Regions from separate parts of the Mus musculus genome. Here region 2 is linked to region 1. A link is a contact called in public Hi-C data. All regions are on one chromosome and are shown on one strand. Each heading gives the region's core, a stretch centred on a gene start, on an enhancer-like site or on the middle of the called end of the contact. The rest is flanking DNA. Distances are from core to core; before and after follow the strand shown.

Region 1 (5,417 bases), core at 80-2,579:
CGTTTCCACAACCTCCTTTTTATACAAGCTAATGAGTAAAACCCATGCATTGTTTAAACACTGCGTCTGCAGTTCAGAACAAATGCTCAGCTTTGTGCTGCTCGTGTTTGTCTGTGTCTGAGTGAAAACCAGGAGCAGGCATTGTGTATAATTTCCACCTGCTCAATGGCCAGAGAAAGAGGTCATTCGCAACTGTAGAGATGTTTCAGACCTCCAACGTTATTCGTTATTCCTAGCATTAACGTAAGGCAGATTTATAAGCGCTCTATAACCTAAGAAAATTGTAGATGGGAAGAACTTTTCCTCTTCGACTTTATCTAGACAAATTCAGGAAAAGCCAGGAGCCTGAGATAGGGATTTTCATTAAAAAAAAAAAAAAAAAAAAAAAAAAAAAAAAAAAACACAAAACAAAGATCCCACTGTGCCACGTCAGAGGTGTTGTCTTGGAAGTTAGGAAACAGCAGTCAGAATTATCTTTACCTCTTAGATCTGCTGAGAGTGAGGGTTGGGAGAGGTTTCATTAAAACCAGAGCTTTAGGGTTTGTGTGCTCATTGGGGTTTTTTTGGTTTGTTTTTAAAGGCAAGATTGTGAAAATGAAATTATACTAAGGTTGACACCAGATTTATCAACTTTCTCAGTGCTTTTATTTATTTAGATAGCTGCATTAAAGAGTTGAGAATACCCACACTTTACCCAGGAACCATAAAAAAAGAAAGAAAACTCTGTTATTTAACTAGCATCCTTCCCTGTGTAATTTGAAATAAGTTTTAATTTTTAATTAAATGTGAAATTGCTCGGAAAGGCGTTGGTGCCTCCTTAGCAGCAGCGATAGCGAAGAAATTCATTTTGACTTAATTCAATCCACTTCCATTTCCAAAACAGCTCAAATAAGTGAAAATTAAAAAGTAATTAAAAAAAAAAAGAATTCTGTTAACTACAAAATGGTCTGTGTCAAGTTTATTAGAAGTTATGGACTTGTTTCCAGAGCACACTTTCAATTTTAAAACTATGTTTTAAGAGACTTAAGCGGAACAGCACTTAGGGGGGAAAAAAAAACCTTAAAGTTTGTTCAAAAGAAAAATCCTGCCCTAACTAACCAAGGCTGTCGCTTAGAACAGGTCAAGGCTATCAAAGTTTCGAGTTCTGTGCCGCCATCCAGTTCACACAACACGTCCTGGTCCCCCGTGGAAAGATCTCTTTATGGCACTTTCATTTTCCGAAGCTATTTGCTGGAGTTCTCGAAAATCTGCGGTCTGTGAGCTTCCTCGTTGTGTTTTACGGCGCCGCTCACCTATTTGCTGTTTGAGTGACGCCACTGAACTCTAGGTAACCTTCTGAGGGTCTACTGCAGCCTTTCAGGGATCGGACACTGTACATCAGCACCGTGTGGAGCTGGCTCCTGCCCTGATCCCTGTGACCCCAGAGCCTGGCCTGGGCTGCGCAGAGCACCGAGGAGTTGGCCTCTTTGTAAACTGGAGAGAAGAAGACATTTGGCAGATCTGGAAGGACACAGACAGGCTGGCTGGGTGGAAAAATGGCTTTTTTTTTTTTTTTTCAGGATTCAGAAAAGTAAGCTTTCCAGGAGGCAGGGAACAAGCTGGAGGTACATGATTGAATTTAGCTTTGGGCTGTAATTACGCGTTGAGGGAAGTGGCCAGGCTTACACAAGTGCTGTGGAGGGAGAGAGCACTTTTGAGTCCACCAAGGTTCCAAACACCAAGGCTGCAGACACAGGCACAAGCAAAGACTGACACCCACCGTGACCCTCGCTCACCATTGATTAGAGCTAATCAGGGGGGATGTTCTCAAAGCCCTCAATCATGGGACCCTGGGCCTCCCTGGAAAGTGGGGCTGGGAAGTTCAGCCCAAACCCAGCAGTAACAGAGAGTGCATTTTGTATTTTTCCTGAAAAGTCAACAAAGGGGAAAGGCAGAGAGTGACAGAACATGCCGAGTTTTGTGGTCACACTGGGCTTCCCGACCTCAGCGGTAACCACACCAGACCCGAAAATTCCCCCTGATACCTGCTAGTTTAGGAGTCCTTTCCCCACAAACCAGCATGTTTCCTGCATTTTAAAATCTACCCTAAAGACAGGGACTTCTGGCTTCCCGATCCTTCTGAGTTCAAATCTAGATTACAAATATCATCTGGCTGGGAATTTAGCCCCAGCCATGGCCTAGTCAAAAGAGCCCAGGATAGGAGCAATGTTTTAGGTTACCCCCCAAATCTCTGTAAGCCCAGATGATAGCCATGATAAAATGCCTTGAGAAGCCCAGGCCTGTCGAACACCCTCCTCCACAAGGACACAGACCCATTTTAGGCAAAAGTGTGGAACTCTCCAGCCACCGAACTCCGCTGAGCAGGTGCACGGTCCTCCAGCAGCACCCTGCTTGCTGCTGCAGAAGTAACCCAGTGACCAAATAGGGAGCCAATAAATAGGAGTCATTACAGGATAACGAAATGTTTGTGCTTAAAGTGGGGAGGAATTCTAGTGCAGGTTGTAACATGGAGAAGATGCTGTATTCCAGGAAATAAGCAATATACAAATGATAAATGCTGCCAGTGACTATCACAGGGTATGGTGGTGTGCGGGCCGCTAATCCCAGAGCTCTGAAGGCTGAGGCAGGGGGATTACTGCAAAGTTGGGGTCAGCATGGACTTCATAGTGAGCACACACACTTAAGACAGTGTCTCAAGAGATCAGAATGTGAGGATGTAAATAAATACCATGTGGCATCATGTGTGTGATGTCCCGAAAGTTCTTTATATCAAAGTAGGATGGCAGGTTTCCGGGGCTGAGCGGGAGACCAGCGGTTTGTGTCGAATGGAGTTGGGCTTAGCCTGGGAAGATTTCTGAGTAGTGATAGCTCCTCAGAAATCATCATTATGAGTGAGTGTGGTCGGTGCATTGAACTGTGTACTTAAAAATGGGTAGCATGGGAAATACCATTGTGTGTGTGTGTGTGTGTGTGTGTGTCTGTTATATTCTATCACAATAAAATAGAAATAACATTTTAACCTCACACTAACTAATAACACAAACACAAGAAAACCTGCATTTGTCACCTGCTCCTGAGCCTCCAAGTAGCCCCTACTAACTAGTACCTTAGCTAAACAAAAGCAATTCAGGGTATCTGAGAGAAAGTGGTGTTAGTAAGACTAGTTGGGGGGCAGGTGTTGCATATATAAGCAAGGCTACTTACAAAACCACCAACTGTTGGCTGTGTGATCTTAGGCCAGTCACTCTACTTCTTTGGGGTCCAGTCTCCCTTACTCTTGAATCAGACCATTTCAGACTTTTGCCCCCTGAGCTTGTACACCCTGAGACTTTGGAATTCCATTTTTAAAATCTGAGGTTAGTGGTTAGTGTGATTTCCTTACTGCAGAGGACAGTACTGCATCCTCTGTGTCGTGGCATCTCTCTGGCTTGCCCCTGCATGTGCTCACACATGTGGAAAGAAGAGGTTCTGTTGAGCCTTTTCCTAATAGAGAACACATTGTCCACTTGCCTTTGAAGTCTTTCATCTGCGGCAAGACCACAAGGGGGCGATGCTCGCCGGAATCTTCCAGCATGACGCTGAGCACCTCCTTCAAGGAGGGGGCTTTGTTCTTTCCTCGGAGTTTGGTAGGGTCTTGTCCCTGGAGGCTCCAGGGGGGTGGGGGAGCTCCCACGTTTTTTTCAAGGGTTGAGCACTCACGGGGGGGGGGGGGTAGGGGGGCACGGGCGGCTGGAGAACCGAGACAATTCAAAACCAGAATATTTGCAATCACCCAACAGACTTCACAAAACAATGAAACAATGATTTCAAGTCAGGTACTTGACTATGCTGGAAGGAAGAATTAAGCAGGGCCAGCAGACCAGCTTACAGTCTTGCCTCTCAAAGGCAGGCTCAGAGCTGCGGCATTTTTAGACCTAGAAGCAGGGATGGCTCACTCACTACTGGGGCTTGATGTCACCTCAGTGTGACCTTCTGAAATGCTGGGTAACTTGAAAACTGCAATGTTAACAAGAAAAGGAAGAAACATTGATGTTTTTTGCTCAAACACGTTATTCCTCTACCTTGGTGGACACTGGGGGGTTATGTCCTGTGTCCTGATACAGTGTCTTCATTTGATGACACAGCCACTTTTGTGGTTGGGAATACCCTCCACGTCCTGCAGGAGATGTTATTTCTTCCTTCAAGGCTGACACCTGCTGCCATTCTGGTATCTGCTGCTTGCCAGACCCCATCAGCCTGACTCTGTGACTGACAGCCCTAAAAATGCTATCCATGGCCTTGGTGACATTGGGGGAACCGAGTTTCTGCTAGCTCTGGTGCTCTTCCCCAAAGCATGCACTGGACTTTTATTTCATTGATTTTCAAGAGCTTTTTTACATGCTCGTTTTAACAGTCTCTCTCCTTCCTTGTCCCATAGATGCCCCACACACTAGTGATGGTACATTCCCCAAAGGTACATAATCCTTTTGCCTGTGATCAGCTGTGCCCAGTGCTGTCAATCATCAAACAGGGCTAAAAATAAAGACTGGACACGACTGAGCTCAAAGACAAATGTGTTGTGTCCATATTTCAGCCCCAACTTATGATATGCATTTATAAACGTCTGAATGTGAGTTCCTCACTAAGTGAACACTCACTGAAAGCCTCGTGTGGGCAAGACAGAGTTTACTAAGCCTCAGGGTGCTGCAAGAAGAGACTCAAAAGCTACTCTGACCTTGGTAAATACGTCTATGGGACACAGACCCATGCACCAATCAGTGTGGAAGATACAGGTTACAGCCTGAAGCTTGGGAAGCTATCTTGCACGTGCACTGGGACTTCCTGGCTAAATTAATGTACTCGTTCATTCATGTAGCCTATGTGCACCTGACATTTACCAAGTGCCTGGGCCATTTCAGGTACTGAGGCAATAAGACAAGACAGATCCAGTACAGACAGGGAGACCAAAACAACTGGAGACCCTGCCAATTCCCCCTGTCCCACATGGAGTCATAGGGGACTTTCCCTACACAGAAACAAACAACGAAACGGACTAAATGTATGAAACAATGGGTTTCCAAACCCCAGAGCACACATTGAAGGCCAGCAGTCACTGTGGGGTGGCGGGTGTAAGGTGAGTCCCAGAATAACCCCGTTTACTGCATTGCCTTCAAGACACCATACCAGGCTGAGCCCACCAGGCCGCTAACCACCGCGAAAGTAGAGTCAAGAATGTGGGGCGATCATGGAGTCCCAGAGGAGAGAGAACCCCAGAGATGAGGTAGGCAGAAGCTCCCCACCATCTGAGCAATGGATGCAGGTAAAGAAACTACCCACGTGTCACCTTGAGGGAGAGAGAGAGTCATGCCTGACTTCCACACAGACCTTTCTGTCGTGTCTGTTCCCACTCACAAACCTAGAAGCCTTGGGAGCAGCAG
Region 2 (5,138 bases), core at 1,261-3,760, 210 kb before region 1:
CGTTTCTCTGCTGTGTACAAAGGCCATTTGTAGTTCTTCACTGATGTGCCTTTCCACATAGGACTGAAGTGAGTGGCAGGTGTGGTGGGCTGGATGCCATCCCTAGAGACAAGGAGGGGCCTAACAGCCGTGCTGGAGAGGAGAACCTGGCGTGGGTGACTCTAAAGCAGGCTAAGCAGACCTCTGAAAGCCTGGCTCTCACAGAGAGTGTGAGTTACCTCTCCTACCTCATCCACACCCTAAAACATCAGCCCTCCTTCTGCTGTGAGTGGACATAGTCCTTAAGGCTAGACGTCATGCGCGTTGTGCAGCCTGATTGAAGCAGTTGTGACCCCAAACCACCAACAGCTAGAGCTAGGCTGTGGCCCAAGCTGGCATGATGACATGAAAGATAATCAGTCTAGAGCAGGGACCCTTGAATAAACTAACAATAGACACCCAAGCTCATCCTTGTCATGAACAGGATGCCCTACCTCCTACTCAAGTGTGCTTTCTGTGCTTAATAGAGGATAAAGTTCCCTTGTCCTTTTTTGCTGGCTGGATTATGAACATGACAATATTCCAGTGATTGACATCTATAACATACACAGTGTTGGCTATAATTTCAAAGGGAGATATACTTCCATAGCCCTGGCTACCACATAAGCAGTATGCATTTCCTGAAGGAAGTCTCAGTGTCTGGGCAGAGGAGCTCTCCATCCCCCACATGGCCAACTCTTAACCCCCTGGAGATTCCCCTCTGCTGCAAGAACCTAAGTATGCAAAGCTTAAAACATTTGAATTTGTTGCCCACCTCTCACTGAAGGAAAGATGGATTTACTGTTCCTGTTCTGCCTCCCATGTTTTTATATGCAAATAAAGACCAAGACCTGGACCTAGGCTGTGGGTGTTCGTCCATTTAAGGAGAATGGCAGGGATAGTAAGAAGCTGGCCCAGGCAGGAACCAAGTGCCCTAGCCATCAAGAAACAATAGGAAGTGGAAGGCCACACAGAGCTGTGAATTTGAGGACTCATAGTAGCAGGAAATATGCAGGCATGTCCTTGTTCCTGCACTGTCCATAATGGCTTAGTGCATTTAGCTGCAGGCCAGGAGTGGGCGAGTTTACTCAGATCCATGCTAGGAACTCCAGCCAGATATGTAAACACAACCAGCCTCCCCTAACCCCTAGATCTGCCAGCCCTCAACAGAAGAGGTTCTGTTCTGTAATAGGAACACTGTCAGGTACAAACAAGCTCCCCTACCCACAAGATGTATGGGCAGCATGGTGTCTGGACTGTGCAAGGCTGTGCCAACTCCTCAGGGGCCCACTCCCACCTCCTGTGGCTGCCTACCCATAAAACGCTGCTTCCTTTCAGACTCTGGCAGAGCCACTCTCCTTGCCCTTGCTGCCTGGTGGTAGAGTCTTGCAGCAGAGCCTGTGGGACTCTAAGAACCAGTCTTGTCCTAGGGTCCACAGCATGCTTTTCAGACTGGGCACTCACAGAGCCAGTGCTACCCTGATCTTCTGACCCTGTCCTTCTCCCCACAGGCTCGCTGACCTCAGTGTTCGTCAGGCTTCCTTGTGGTGGTGTTGGGGTAAGCATTTCTTTAATGTGTAAATAATGTCCTGTTTGTTCTCAGGGCCTCAGTGGTCACAGAAATCATTGCCTTGCTCTCTCGAGTGGGTAATGGCTGCCAGGTGTTTTCCATAAACAGTACTATGGGGTGGGCGGGGCCATCTGGGGCTTCAAAGGGACTGAGAGCGTTTTTGGTTTTTTTTGGTTTTTTTGTTTTTTTTGTTTTTTTTGTTTTTTTTTCACGGAACTCAGGCACCTTTCTTTGGGGAAGGTTGTCTAACAATGCATCTTACTAGGCCACAGCTCTTACGCACCTCATGTGTACACTGTGCCTCATGGCGTACGTTCACAGCAGTGCTACATGCTTGTCCATACAGGCCACAGAGGCCTCTTAGGGAATTGTGGACTTTTCTTGCCACGCTCTAGTTTGTACTCCAGATAGTTTTCTGTGCAGTGACCAGAGCATCCATGGGTCAGATGACATTTGTAAGACATTCTCTGGTTTATGGTGGCCTTGCATTTCTATAACCAGGTGATACGAGTAGCTAGTCACTTGGAGAACAGACTCAGACACACAAATGACAAAAAACTAGGCAGCCGTCAAGATATCTACTCCACCTGTGTAGACAGCCTTAGCTTGTGCTGCCAAATTGGCCTCAGGAGGCAGAGGTTCTGCAGTACTCTTGTCCCCTGGGATAAGAGAGTGGGACCAAGCCTCCTGTCTGATCTTCTGACCTTCAGAGTCACAACAGCGCCTGGTGTGTTGGGCCAACACATGGCCAAACTTGTCCTAGCAAAACCTGTGCTGTGTTTGATCACAGATTGTGAGGTGAAGCTGAGGTCTGGATTCTGTTATGGAAATGAAACAAAATTGTTTTCTTCCTGAGTCTTTACAGAAATCGCTGCTTTGAAAATTGCCCCGTCAGAAAGAGAATGATGGCATCTATTCATACTACCACCAAGCTCTCCTGGAGTTATTTTGTTTTGTATTGTAAATAGGCTGCAATCTCTTAATTCAGGGCAAATTTTTGGCCCAACTTGAAAAGATTTGGATTTGCACTGCCCTGCAGCCAGAGGGTCCTGTGCGAGGCAGCATTTATAATTTGCAAATGAAAACTAAATGCAAGCTCAGACCTAGGGGTCAAACCCAGGCAGACTCCTGCACAACTAACCCCAGATCTGAGGTCCAACCGGCATGCCAAATGAATGCAGGCGTACTGAACAGATGTGAGGGGAGCCCATGGGGCCCAGCCTGCAGAAGGGAGGCCCAGAGGCAGCAAGGCAGCCCAGAAGCTCTGACTTAGTGTCTCTTTGGGTCTCTGCTACAGCCATGGACTCAGTTTTCCTCCCAAGATTTCCAGGGCTCGCTCCCCCTCCACCCACTGAGGTGTCAGAAAGAGCAGTGCAGATGCTATGGGAAATCTGAGACCTGTGTGGGATGAGGAGTGGGGACCTAAGGGCAGGCCCCTCTGTACCTGGAAGCAGCTTCCCATTGCCAGTTCTGTCATATGGTAGTTCTTTTAGAATGTAAAAAACCAATCCTTATTCGCTCTGTTAAGTAAAAGTTTGAAATACTTTTGATCTTTTTTTTCCAAACCAAATAAAAACTCTTCTGTTTTGTTCACCTCATTATTGTGAACTTGAGACTAGTAAAGGCCTGTGTCTTTGACTTCCTGCTCCTGCCCTGCCCTGCCTGGAAATGTAGGCTGGCTTCTGCTGGCTTCTACCTCCTCCGACTGCAACTTGAGCCCCTCATTCCCAGGGCTCACCCAGATTTGCCACATGCTCCGTTGTCAGTATTCAGCTTCATTTCCCAGATATTTCTGTCTGTACTTCCTATAAAGCACTTTCCTCTTGCTCCCGTTAGCATCACCACCCTAACGGAAGCAGCTGGTAGACATAACTGGGGACAAAATAGCAGAAAGTCTTGCCATGATAGCAGCCTGGAATCCTGGGGTTTATTCCTTCCTCTCTGCAGAAAGGAGCTTGGTCAGGTTACAGACACTGACCTGTGATGCCCAGAGAGTAGTCTACAGAGAGTCCTGGAAGAACTGGCACATGTCATGTGTAGTCCCTTCCCCATGTCTTAGACATGCTCTTTAATAAAGTCAAGCTCAAGCTGGAGAGATGACTCCATCCTTAAAGGCTAGGCTCACAACCAAAAACATAAGAGTTAAGTTCCCAGAACCCATGGCTGTCTCTCCAGCCACCAAAAAAGTACAAAGAAAAAAATAAAATAAAGCTAGGCTTTTTCTTCACACATGGGAAGGAAATGATCACTGAGCTTATAGCCTCCAGCCTGGCCTGGACACTGCTGGGCTGCCTAGGACACTGCTGCCCCCTGGGGGTCACAAGGCAGCTGGTAATGTCTGCTGCACTGTCTGTCACCTTTGATATTATAATGAGCCAATAGTAAAGATGTGATTCTCCAGCCAGAGCTGGTCTGCACAGGACTACAAGCCAGGGTCTCGGCTTTGAATAGTGATGCCTCTCAGGCATTCCTTTAACATTTGAGAACTATTTAAAGAATATAGCCCATGCTTGGTACCCACCTCAGCAATATCTTCACCCATATAAAAGAGGTTTAAATCATCTATTTCTGAGAGTGAAGCTTGTGGAAAGCTGGAAAGAGTTGTTCCCTCTCTACTGATGATCAGTATCAGTTAGCAGATGGTGATGAAGGTATACACACGGACACACACACACATGTGCAAGTGCACACATGGACACACATACCAATGTGATTTTAAAGAATGGTAATGTGTTCTCCTTTGCCCAAGCCAGTAAGACAAATGGTTGGCCCTGCTTTCTGTTTTGAGTGGAAGCTAACAGGCCACCTTTCTGTTACCTGGGACAGACCTAAGAGTTCGTTTTTACGCCTTGTGTCCTGGTCTCATGTAACTACTCTCAGTCCTTAGTAGGCTTGCAGTTAAATTCTACGCATAATAGAACCACTCATTATAGTTTCTGTTCCGTTTCATTTTCTGATTGTTAGCATAACTCTTAGCTCCAGTTCCACTTTGCATGGTAAGGGAGTCAGTAGGTTAGGATGCTCACTGTCAGCCCAGGTCTGTTAGAGCAAGTTAAAAGGAAAGGGTTACTGGTGGGTACAACATGATATTTCTGGTCATTTGCTTTTATTTGTGTGTTTACTATTTGGCACATCTCAAAAAGAAATGTGTGACAGCAGTGATAGTGACACAGGATGTGGCTCACTGGAGGAGTGTTTTCTCCACAGGTGGATAGCGACACCATATGGAATGAGGTGCACTCGTCTGGGGCAGCCCGCCTGGCTGTAGGCTGTGTAGTGGAGCTGGTCTTCAAGGTGGCCACGGGAGAGCTAAAGGTCAGTCAGCATCGTGGAGCTAGGCCACACGAGGAAGTCTGCCCACTGCCCTTTGCCCTCTGTGAGGAAGCTCCTGTCCAGGATGATGTGGTCATTCCCGTGCTGTGAAAAATGCGTTGTTCACATTCTGTGATGGATCTGTAGAGCCCTCTAACCTTCCCAGTGGCTGAGGAGCCTAGCAAGGTTTTGTTCATGTGGCCCATCTCCTCAGTATCAGCAGTATTAAAATTAAAAT

What was found. Hi-C and Micro-C count contacts between places; a contact is called where the count stands out from the background.
Region 2: a Hi-C map of embryonic fibroblasts shows a contact between it and region 1, with 4 times the contacts expected there. The contact joins two enhancer-like sites. A contact is called at or near these places in 13 of 484 Hi-C or Micro-C datasets (the 3T3-L1 cell line, the C2C12 cell line, cerebral cortex and 7 more) and 3 of 9 other capture datasets (embryonic stem cells, embryonic tail and embryonic trunk).

What each region holds. Positions count from the first base shown.
Region 1 is chr1:91,753,398-91,758,814 of GRCm38.p6, reverse strand. No RefSeq gene overlaps it. Among named protein-coding and RNA genes, the nearest start is that of Twist2, 45 kb to the left of the region's middle. Within about 2 kb of position 1,329, at least 25 of the 459 cell types and tissues checked have an H3K27ac peak or open chromatin away from gene starts, as enhancers often do.
Region 2 is chr1:91,961,218-91,966,355 of GRCm38.p6, reverse strand. Hdac4 (histone deacetylase 4) reads left to right here. Exons shown (of 27, transcript NM_207225.2): 17 at 1,530-1,576; 18 at 4,796-4,903. Among named protein-coding and RNA genes, the nearest start is that of Gm46242, 84 kb to the right of the region's middle. RefSeq lists an enhancer at 396-3,428. Within about 2 kb of position 2,510, at least 23 of the 459 cell types and tissues checked have an H3K27ac peak or open chromatin away from gene starts, as enhancers often do.